3 separate regions of the Sus scrofa genome follow, and all the other regions are linked to region 1. Evidence: chromatin contacts called from public Hi-C data. All regions are on one chromosome and are shown on one strand. The core of a region is the stretch at or near the end of the contact, and the rest is flanking DNA. Distances in the headings are between cores, read along the strand shown. Region 1 holds the start of PM20D1 (peptidase M20 domain containing 1). Region 2 holds the start of RAB29 (ras-related protein Rab-7L1). Region 3 holds the start of NUCKS1 (nuclear casein kinase and cyclin dependent kinase substrate 1).

Region 1 (3,426 bases), core at 376-2,875:
CCAGTGGCTACAGCTCCAATTCAACCCCTAGCCTGGGAACATCCATATGCCGCGAGTGTGGCCCTAAAAAGCAAAAAAAAAAAAAAAAAAAAAAAAAAAGTCCCATGTATATATATATATATAGCATTTAAAGCACACACATACATGGGAGTTCCCGTCGTGGCGCAGTGGTTAACGAATCCGACTAGGAACCATGAGGTTGCGGGTTCGGTCCCTGCCCTTGCTCAGTGGGTTAACGATCCGGCGTTGCCGTGAGCTGTGGTGTAGGTTGCAGACGCGGCTCGGATCCCGCGTTGCTGTGGCTCTGGCGTAGGCCGGTGGCTACAGCTCCGATTCAACCCCTAGCCTGGGAACCTCCATATGCCGCGGGAGCGGCCCAAGAAATAGCAACAACAACAACAACAACAATAATGCCGAGGGAGCGGCCCAAGAAATAGCAACAACAACAACAAAAAAGACAAAAAAAAAATAAATAAATAAAGCACACACATACAGATACATGATTTCAGATGGAGCTTACTTGGGCAAGAGATAGAAGCACTAGGACATACACACCTTCAATGTTATTGACCTTTCATGGGAGGGGGGGGTCACAGTTGTCTATGTTATTGTTTGCTTTACATATTCATTGCATATATTCTTTATGTATCAAACAGTACATGACAATTGGGTTAAGGATCAGTGGCTTAAGGATCCAGCATTGCTTTGAGCTATGGTGTAGGTTGCAGACCTGTCTCAGATCGCATGTTGCTGTGGCTGTGGTGTAGGCCAGCAGCTGTAGGTCTGATTCCAGCCCTAGCCTGGGAAACTCCATATGCCACGGGTGCAGCCCTAAAAAGCAAATAAAAAATAAAATAAAATATAAAATAAAATAATAAAATGTAAGAGCAGTACCATATTCAATTGCATCAAGGGATCTGGAAGGAGAGGTTTCTTCTGGCTCCAGGAAATCTAATTTTATATCTCTGTATCCTGAGAGCTTTTTTTTTCCTCAAAAATGATCCTCTACACTGAATAGCTATCAAATTTCAGTTTGTTGGATACACTGAAATTATTAACACATAATCTTTCTCAAAGTTCTTCAGTCTTAGTAGGATTTGCCTAGAGTTGCAAAATACAGTGTTCACAAAAAAAAAAAAAAAAAAAAACCTTTCAGCTAATTCCTACACAGAAGCGAACCCTATGATCTATTACTTCAAAATACTGTCTATAGACAGATCAATCTTGTTTCAATTTCAAAAGAAATCAAGCTGGGGCGGGAGAGCTTCCTCAAAGGAATCTAGTGAAATGGTTGTCAGGCCCTAAGCTTCAGATGAAGTGAGAAGCAAGATGAAGACCCGAAAAAATTCCTTCACTTATTTTGACATTTCCCCCTTTAATTTGATCTGCTGTCGTCTAGAAAGGGGGTTATCTCTAAGCAGAAAACCAAGTGCAGACAAACCCTGCCAATTGCCTGGGGCCCTGCTTCACCTCTGCTCCTACCGCTGCTCGCCACAGAGTGGGAAACCACAACTCCCAAAAGGCCTTGCGGGCCAGGGACAGGGCCATCCCGTTGGATTGGTTGGCCCACATCCCCAGGCAAGCGGTGATTGGCTATTTCTGGGAATGGGGTGGGGCTAAGGCAGTTAAGAGAATTGGAGTAGGCACAGGGCGAGGGACACGGGCGCTGGGCGTTTAGGTCCAAGCTGCAGCCGCTGACTGGTAGCGAGGACTTGAGTGGAACATGGCTCGGCCGTACATTTGCCTTCTGGCCCTGGCGGCTATGCTGCTGCTAGGTATTGCCACCATCTCCAGATCGAGGGGCCTACGGGACAAGGCGCATCAGAGTGCGCCGCGAATACCTTCTCAGTTCAGCCAAGAAGAGCGCGTCGCGATGAAGGAAGCGCTAAAAGGTGAGCCTGGGTCCCCTTCGCCCACTTATTCTCAGATACAGGTCCCTGTCTCCTCTGGCCAACCCGTGACCCCTCTCTCCCGCCGCAGGGATCAGCTACTTGAGCTCAGCAACAACCCCCAGCTGAGCCCTAGCCCTCATTCCCAGCACCTCGTGCCCGGCTTGAAGATCCCACTCTCCTCCTAGACCTGGCTTCTGGGAACTCTGGCATTCCCTGCTGACCCCAGAAGCTTCAACTTTGCCCGCGTTGCCCTGGCTCTCATCCACCCAACCAACGCCTCCTCCAATTGCCTGGAGCTTTACAGTGCTTAACCTTTGTTAGTTTTCACTTGTTAAATGAGCTGATGTTAAGACCTAATGAGCTTAATCTTATTCACAGACGAGGGAGATTGGGAGTTTAGGTCAGTTAAAAGATACTCCCCAGAACCCCACCTCACAGAGCAAGTACTGGATGACATCTATTACCTGTAGGATCATGTGGGTTCTAGATGGCTTCAAAAAGAGGGGTGGGGGTGTTACTGGGTGTGAGATGTTCCTAATTTCCTCTCCTAAGGGGCATCTCTCCTGTAGACCTCAAACCAAGGCTAAAAACTTTTTTACCTCCTCAATCTGCATTTTCCAGGAGAAAAGAGGAACGTTTCTGCTAAGTGCTACATCGGGTGGTATAATGAGATCCTTCCTCACCACTGGGCTTAGCTTCAGTCTTTCCCTTCCATTAAGTAATGGATTAAAAGAAACTGCCTACATAAACATGTGCAGGCAGATGCAGGGACCAAAAGCCAACCCTTGTGGTTAAATATAATTGTGCTTGTGCTAGAGTGATAGGCCTGGGAGGCAGAGCAGGGCTTTCCCACAGCATCAAAGTATAAACAGTTCTCTGAAGGCATCAGGCAGCCGCTCACCAGAGTCTCTTTGCACAAAAGAAAGGAAAAGCTAGGTAAGACCCTAAAATAGGGACCTCATAACAACATGGTTTAGAACTCTGAGCAGGGGGCAAAACATCTGAGTTCAGATCTTGAGTCTGGTTCTCAATCGCCCATAGGCAGTTTATTTAGCCTTTTTTTTTTTTTTTGTCTTTTCTAGGGCCCCTCCCTCGGCACATGGAGTTTCCCAGGCTAGAGGTCCAATTGGAGCTGTAAGCTGCTGGCCTACGCCAGAGCCATAGCAACGGGGGATCCGAGCCACGTCTGCAACCTACACCACAGCTCATGGCAACGCCAGACCCTTAACCCACTGAGCAAGGCAGGGATCGAACCCACAACCTCATGGTTCCTAGTCGGATTTGTTAACCACTGTGCCATGAGGGGAACTCCTCGGGCTTTCTTTTAAGAGCCATGTTAGCCAAAACAAACTCAAAGCACCTGGGTTTAAATGCCAGCTCTACTGCTTGTTTCTGGACAATCTTGAGCAGCTCACCTACCGCCTCTAAGCTTGCTTCCTCACCTTCAAATTAGGGAAAATGGCAGTGCCTACCTCAAAGGATTCTTTTGCCCTCCACAAGAAGACAATGAATGCAAAAGAACTTTTTTTTTTTT
Region 2 (3,242 bases), core at 329-2,828, 92 kb after region 1:
TTAGACCCCTAGCCTGGGAACCTCCATATGCCGCAGGAGCGGCCCAAAGAAATAGCAAAAAAAAAAAAAAAAAAAAAAGAAAGAAAGAAAGGCGTCTGGGACATTCAGAAGGATGAGTAGCCTAGCCTGACCTCCAGTACCTGGGTAACAAATATTTGGGGCTAAATACATCATGAACCATGCTGACATCCTTTCCTTACAGAACATAGGTGGCAGCCTATAAAGACCTGAGCAGGGCTATTTTCCCATTGCTCTATTGCTTTCTCTTCTACTCCTGGGAAAAACAGAAAATGAAGCTTACTGGAATTCCCACTGAGGTGCAGTGGGTTAATGATCTGGCTTGACTCTGTGAAGGCACCGGTTCAATCCCTGGCCAGGTGCAATAGTTTAAGGACCCAGCATCGCTGCTGCTGTGGCACACCTGGCACAGCTGTGGCAGGGCTCAGATTCGCCCCCTGGCCTAGGAACTTCCACCTGCGGCAGGGGGACGGGGGTGGGGTGGCACGGGCAGCGGAAAAAGAAAATGGAGCTTATTTTGTTTGGCGGTGAAGCTCGTGTGTGCTTAATTCCTACCTAAAGGGCAGGCATGTCCAAAAAGTTATGGGCTGAAAAATTAAAAGTATTTGCAAAATTGTAGTTTAATCATTATTCATGAGCAACAGCGACAAAAAATGGAAGAGGATTCTCAGTGTACTCCAGCTCAAATGGTATGAGGAAGGTAGTATGACTAGGGATTGTGGAAGTGAGAATGATGACCCAGCTATTGTTTTCTATTTTTACTGCTATAGCTAATTATTAAATGTTAATAATAACATTTAACAACATAGGTTTTTCTAGGAGTCTATCTCTTAATTGTGTCCCTGGACTTGATTGATAGATGCATTTGAAAAAAAATGTAAGAACTAGTAACCTTCCTTATGTTCACAAGCTCCTGATGTGTCTATCTAACTGAAAGAGCAGGAAATATACTTCACTTGGATCCTGAGAGAAGAGGGTTGAGCTTTTGTTAGTGGAGTAATGTGTGAAATCTACAGGATAATGTTTAATCTTAGCTCCACAAAACTTTGAAAGATAATGAGAAACCTATCTGGGGACAGATTTACGCAGGCAAGATCATGTCGAACAAATCGCCCCCGAAAGAGCTTTTCTATTCCAAAATTATTTTAAAATAAGATTCCGGAGTTCCCGTCGCGGCTCAGTGGTTAACGAATTCAACTAGGAACCAAGAAGTTGCGGGTTCGATCCCTGGCCTTGCTCAGTGGGTTAACCATCCATCATTGCCGTGAGCAGTGGTGTAGGTCGCAGACGCGGCTAGGATCCCACGTTGCTGTGGCTCTGGTGTAGGCCGGCGGCCACAGCTCCAATTAGACCCCTGGCCTGGCAACCTCCATATGCCCTGGGAGCGGGCCTAGAAAAGGCAAAAAGACAAAAAAAAGAAAAAGAAAAAAAGATTCCAAACGGTCGAAAGTGTTTGAAACTTCATGTAGGTTTTTAAAAACAAAAATAGTGAATAAACTACACATCCCAGAAAGCCACGCGAGCGAAATCTCCACACTCGGCCAGGTCTCTCCACCCCGAGGTAAGTTGGGAAATGTAGTGCTCCAAGCAACCCTGCACGTGACGCATGCGGAGGAAGGCAAGAGACTACGCCACCTGGGGCGGTACAACGTCAAGGGGTAAATGTGTAAGGCGCTCTTTCCTCCAAATGTGGCTTGTGCAGTAGGGAGAGGTCCCCTATCTTCTACCCAACCGTGAAATTCAGTCGCCCGCTGGAACAGCTCCGGGGAAGTCCCGGTGGGTGAGGCAACGTGGTGCCTTGTCCCGTTTCTCGTAGCCGGTCGGGAGGGGGAGAAGGTGAGAATAGCCGGGGGCTCGGAGCTTGCGTCCTGCGCCCCACCCAGGCTGCGGCCGCGCGGGGAGGAAGCGCGTATAGGTTGAGTGCAAAGTTTCCTTTTTTGCTTTTTCGTCACAGCAACCCCAACGAGCAGTGGGCAGAAATGCCAAACTTCAGTTTGAGCGGGGTCCGGAGCCAAAGGAGTTAAAATAAACGACTCCCCCACTTCCCTCCTCCCTAAAACGTCGGTCCCGCTAGCCATGAGCAGCCGCGATCACCTGTTCAAAGTGCTGGTGGTGGGGGATGCCGCAGTGGGCAAGACGTCCCTGGTGCAGCGGTATTCCCAGGACAGCTTCAGCAAACACTACAAGTCCACGGTGGGAGGTGAGACGTCCCTTCGGGGGCGGGGTAGGCGGGAGGCTGGGACCACGGACTCGAGCTGTGGACTTAGTTGGGGTGGATAACGGGGAATTTGGTATCCTTGGGGCTTTCCTTGGGTCAGGAAGTAGATGTCTGGGATCCTAGAGGGAGGCAGGCTGGGTCTGTTTTGCGTGACTCTTGGGTTTCCCCATTAGGTTTTTTCCAGCCTGAGCCGACTGTCTGGAAAGAGATGAAACTAAGGTGTGATGATAAGGACATGGGGAAGGGAGATGAGAAAATGAGCAATTGCTGCTTTTCGCTGAGGGAACTATGAACTCAAGTCTCCTCCTGCTGCCTTCCTAGCGGTCACGAGCAAATCTCTGCCATCAGCAGATGCAGTGGAGACGCTCCAGAGAATCTGGTTAGGTACCAGCCAGGGACTGTTGTCCTGCCTTCACAGGAGTTACAGACAGCTGTTGAAGGCACAGAAAGGTGTTTAACCTGGCCTCAAGGAGCCTAGCTTTGTAATGGAGATGCCTGTAGGGGAGAACCCCTGGGGCACACAGTCAGATGCTTATCAGGGCTGCTGAGCTGTGTGTTTTTTGTCCATTAATTGCCTAAATAAAGGCAATGTAGAAATTCTTAGCTTGAAAGACACCACTTCTCTGACCTGTTTTTCCCACCCCTTTTCCTTTCAAATTAGGGGGCGGGGGGATGAGGAAGGGAACACCAAGAGTTAATTCATTTCATTCCAGGTGTGACCTTTGGACTCAACTGTCTTTTCAGAAGTAGAAATGCCTTTTAAATAGAAGTTTAGAAGGGGTGAGCTGGTGAAGAGGGAGAGTAAAAACATTTATTTATCTTCAGTAAAAAGAACTAATTTTTTTGGCCTCGCCTGCAGCACATGAAGTTCCCAGGTCAGGGATTGAACCAGCGTCACAGAGGCGACCCAAGCCACTGCAGTGAAAATGCTGGATCTTAACCTGCTGCACTACAAGAGAACTCCAAAAAAAAAAAAAGAACTTTTTTTTTTTCTTTAAGGAAAAAA
Region 3 (3,117 bases), core at 354-2,853, 110 kb after region 1:
TTGTTTTTTTTGCTCTTTGCTTTTTAGGGCCCCACCCACAGCATATGGATGTTCCCAGGCTATTGGAGCTGTTGCTGCCCTCCTACACCACAGCCACAGCAACACCGGATCCAAGCCGTGTCTGTGACCTATACCACAGCTCCATAGCAAAGCTGGATCCTTAACCCACTGGGCGAGGCCAGAGGCTAGGGATTGAACCCGCAACCTCATGGTTCCTAGTCAGATTCATTTCCGCTGTGCCACAATGGGAACTCCCCCCATTTTTATTTTTTAATTTAAACTACCACCACCAACTTTCAGCAGAGAAAAGGTGGAGTGACATGGAAGAGGAAATACGACTTGTTTAATGCTTTGCTTGGTGGACTGCCATTCTCTTCCCTTAGGGAAGCCAGATTTTACAAGGGGAAACTTTCAGGCGGTGATAGTGGTGGGTTTGTTTGTTTGTTTATGGAGTGTATCTTCAGTTGGTTATTAACAGACTCCCTGTGACAGGGATTGAAGTCTATTTTACAATGGTGGGGTACACACTGGCCATTCATATAGGGATCCTGAGCTCCACCTCTGAGTTTTATGCATCTAACTAATGTTCACAGATTTAAATCTAATAATCTGAGTTACCCTCAGCTATTTCACTTGTGTCTTGAGCCAGCTGCTCCCCCCCACCATCCAGGGATAAGGGATTGAATTTAACAAATACTTATGTTGCGCTTACTGTGTTCCAGAGACTGTCCTAAAGTTGACTGATTAAAGTCAACTCATTTAATCCTAATAATTCTGTGAGTTAAGTACTATTGTTCCCCATTTTACACATCAGAAAACTGAGGCCCAGAGAAGTAAAGTTATGCAACTATTCAGTGGTGGACCTGAGGTTCAGTCTGAAACACCTTCTGGTCCAGAGCTCATGCTCCTAATCATTTGGTCCCCCAAAATGATGCTCATGACTGGGATTTTAAAGACCTCAAAGTGATCTCTAGGGGCAGAACAGAGAATGGAAATTTGTCGTGAAGTTATTCCTTGATTATGAGCCTGCCTCTCTGGTCTAGCAGCGGTTGGGGTCTTGAGGGCTAATGTTGAAGCACGGAGAAGGGGTTTGTGGATTTAAGGTCAAAATTTTTGAACCTATGGAATTTCCCTCCAATTCAGAAGCAGTACCTTCCTGACGAATCAGCTGCTTATCCCACAGATTTTGCTATTAGTGGAGTTTCTAGATGATCAAGCCAGGTGAAATGATACATCATTAAACTAACACTAAAAGACACTGAATCTTTCGTAAATCTTTTTTCCTAGTCGTCCCAAGATGCGACCCAAGACGAATCTGCAACGCAGGAGTGGAAACCAGGGGGCGGGCCGAGCAGCGACCATTTTTGTTTTGCGGCCTTGCGCTCTCAGAGCATCTTGACTAACAGGATCTCACGGAGGGGGCGGGGCCTGAGATACGTGATGATTCAAACGGACTAATGAGCTCGGCGCATCTGGCAGAGGCCACCAATGACCGGTCCTGTTGGGGCGGAGCCCACAGGCCCTAGTGGGTTTGGCTGTACCGCGGCTTTGGCGCATTTTCGGCTGGTTTGATTCATCCATTTTGAAGAGACGGGGGAGCGGGGGGCTCGTCAGATTAAGGGGCCCTGAACCTAGGAGCGGCGGAGTTTGAGAAGCCAGCAGCTCGGGGTTCGGCGGCAGCGGCCCTATCGGCCGAAGTTGGGGGGGGTGGGGCGCCGAGCGCGCGGGGTGGGGGGGGTCCTGGTCTTTGGCTTCTCGACTCGGTCCTGTTTCGACAGCGAACATGTCTCGGCCTGTCAGGTCAGTGCGGAGTCCGAGGCCTGGAACGGGTTGGAGGGGGTTGGGGTGAGTGGTAAAGGAGTGGGGGACAGAAGCCTAGAGTCGGCCTTCTCTTGTGCCACGCGCGGCCTCCTCCCTTTCGGGGCCCGCGCGCGCCCTTGAGCGTGGGGGGCCTTGCTGGCGCGCGGGTCTGCGTGGGGGTGGCGGCCGCGCGCTTCTGCGCGCGCTTCTCCCCGCCCCGCGCTGCTGCAGGGCTCGGGGCTGCTCTGCTGCCTCCCCCACTCGCCGCACTGGAGCGGGCGGGGTGTTCCCTGAACCGCCAGCGGCCGGAGGGGGAGGGGTGTGAAGTCAGTGCCCCCACCCAGGCCCCACCTCCTCCGGGCCGGCCCCTTGGAGCCGGCGGGGGTGGGGGACTAGCGGACTCAGTCTCGGCCCCCACCCCCATAATTGAGGGGGGTGGCGGAAGACTGCCCTCTATCTCCAGTGGTTTACCCCCTTCCCCCCTCGGCTTGCGTGGGGCGGGGGGAACTCAGCCCTCTTTCTCCAGCGGAGGGGGGGGTTGTTCCATCCAAAGGGGGAGGGGCGACCCTGCTGCCGGGCCCCGCCTCCGTCCTCCAGGGTCGCAGCAGGGCCCCGCCTCCCGGATCGGGCCGAGCGTGGGCGGGACCCGTTCTTTTCCCCTCCAGCCAAAGTGAGAGTTCCGGACTAGGCCCTGGAAAATGACTGCAGCCTCTCGCCCAAGTCGGAGTTTTGAGTGGGTTAACTCCCTTCCCCCACACCCCGAGTTCGCTTTTCTCTCCGGCTAGGAATGTCCTTCCTCGGGGAAATGTCCCCTACTCAGGGAGGTGCGGGTTAACTGCTCGACCCAAATCCCGGGTGGTTCTCCTTCCCGCTACCTCTTTCTCTCCTCTTAGCAGTCTACACGTCTCGGATGTTTTTGTAACCTAATCTTTATCCCGGATAACTTTAATGATAAAGGGGCTAGATTTCGGTTAATCGTTAGACTTTATTCTGAGAATTTCAACAAGTTTGTTGTTCCCCCAGCGGACGGTGGAATCGCCCTTTGCCGTCTACTCCTGGCTGTTGTATGGAATGTGCCATTTATGGAGGGGTGTGGCTTAGTCCAATCTGTTGAGGCCTGTTGCAAATAAATGTTTTTTTTTTTTTTAATGTAATATGCTTGATGCTTTCAGCGTGAGATATTGGCTACTTCGCATAGCGTTTTCTGGATAAATAGGTAAAGGGTTAGTTTTTTAATGTTTTAACAGTTGTTGCTTCCCGTACTTCATTCCAAGTTTTGTGAAAAACGGAAGTATTTTGACCTAGAGCTCTAAAGGG

What was found. A called contact is a pair of places that touch in the nucleus more often than the background predicts.
Region 2: a Hi-C map of skeletal muscle shows a contact between it and region 1, with 4 times the contacts expected there. The contact joins the promoter of RAB29 here to the promoter of PM20D1 in region 1. A contact is called at or near these places in 4 of 47 Hi-C or Micro-C datasets (heart right ventricle, mesenchymal stem cells and skeletal muscle).
Region 3: a contact with region 1 is called in a Hi-C map of skeletal muscle, with 4 times the contacts expected there. The contact joins the promoter of NUCKS1 here to the promoter of PM20D1 in region 1. A contact is called at or near these places in 3 of 47 Hi-C or Micro-C datasets (heart right ventricle, mesenchymal stem cells and skeletal muscle) and 1 of 2 datasets of contacts at active chromatin or transcription factors (alveolar macrophages).

Annotation. Positions count from the first base shown.
Region 1 is chr9:66,548,682-66,552,107 of Sscrofa11.1, reverse strand. PM20D1 (peptidase M20 domain containing 1) reads left to right here and starts at 1,625. Exons shown (of 13, transcript NM_001243465.1): 1 at 1,625-1,892. The coding sequence starts at 1,724.
Region 2 is chr9:66,457,102-66,460,343 of Sscrofa11.1, reverse strand. RAB29 (ras-related protein Rab-7L1) reads left to right here and starts at 1,578. Exons shown (of 6, transcript XM_003357401.4): 1 at 1,578-1,676; 2 at 1,973-2,218. The coding sequence starts at 2,095.
Region 3 is chr9:66,433,976-66,437,092 of Sscrofa11.1, reverse strand. NUCKS1 (nuclear casein kinase and cyclin dependent kinase substrate 1) reads left to right here and starts at 1,603. Exons shown (of 7, transcript NM_001244237.1): 1 at 1,603-1,800. The coding sequence starts at 1,784.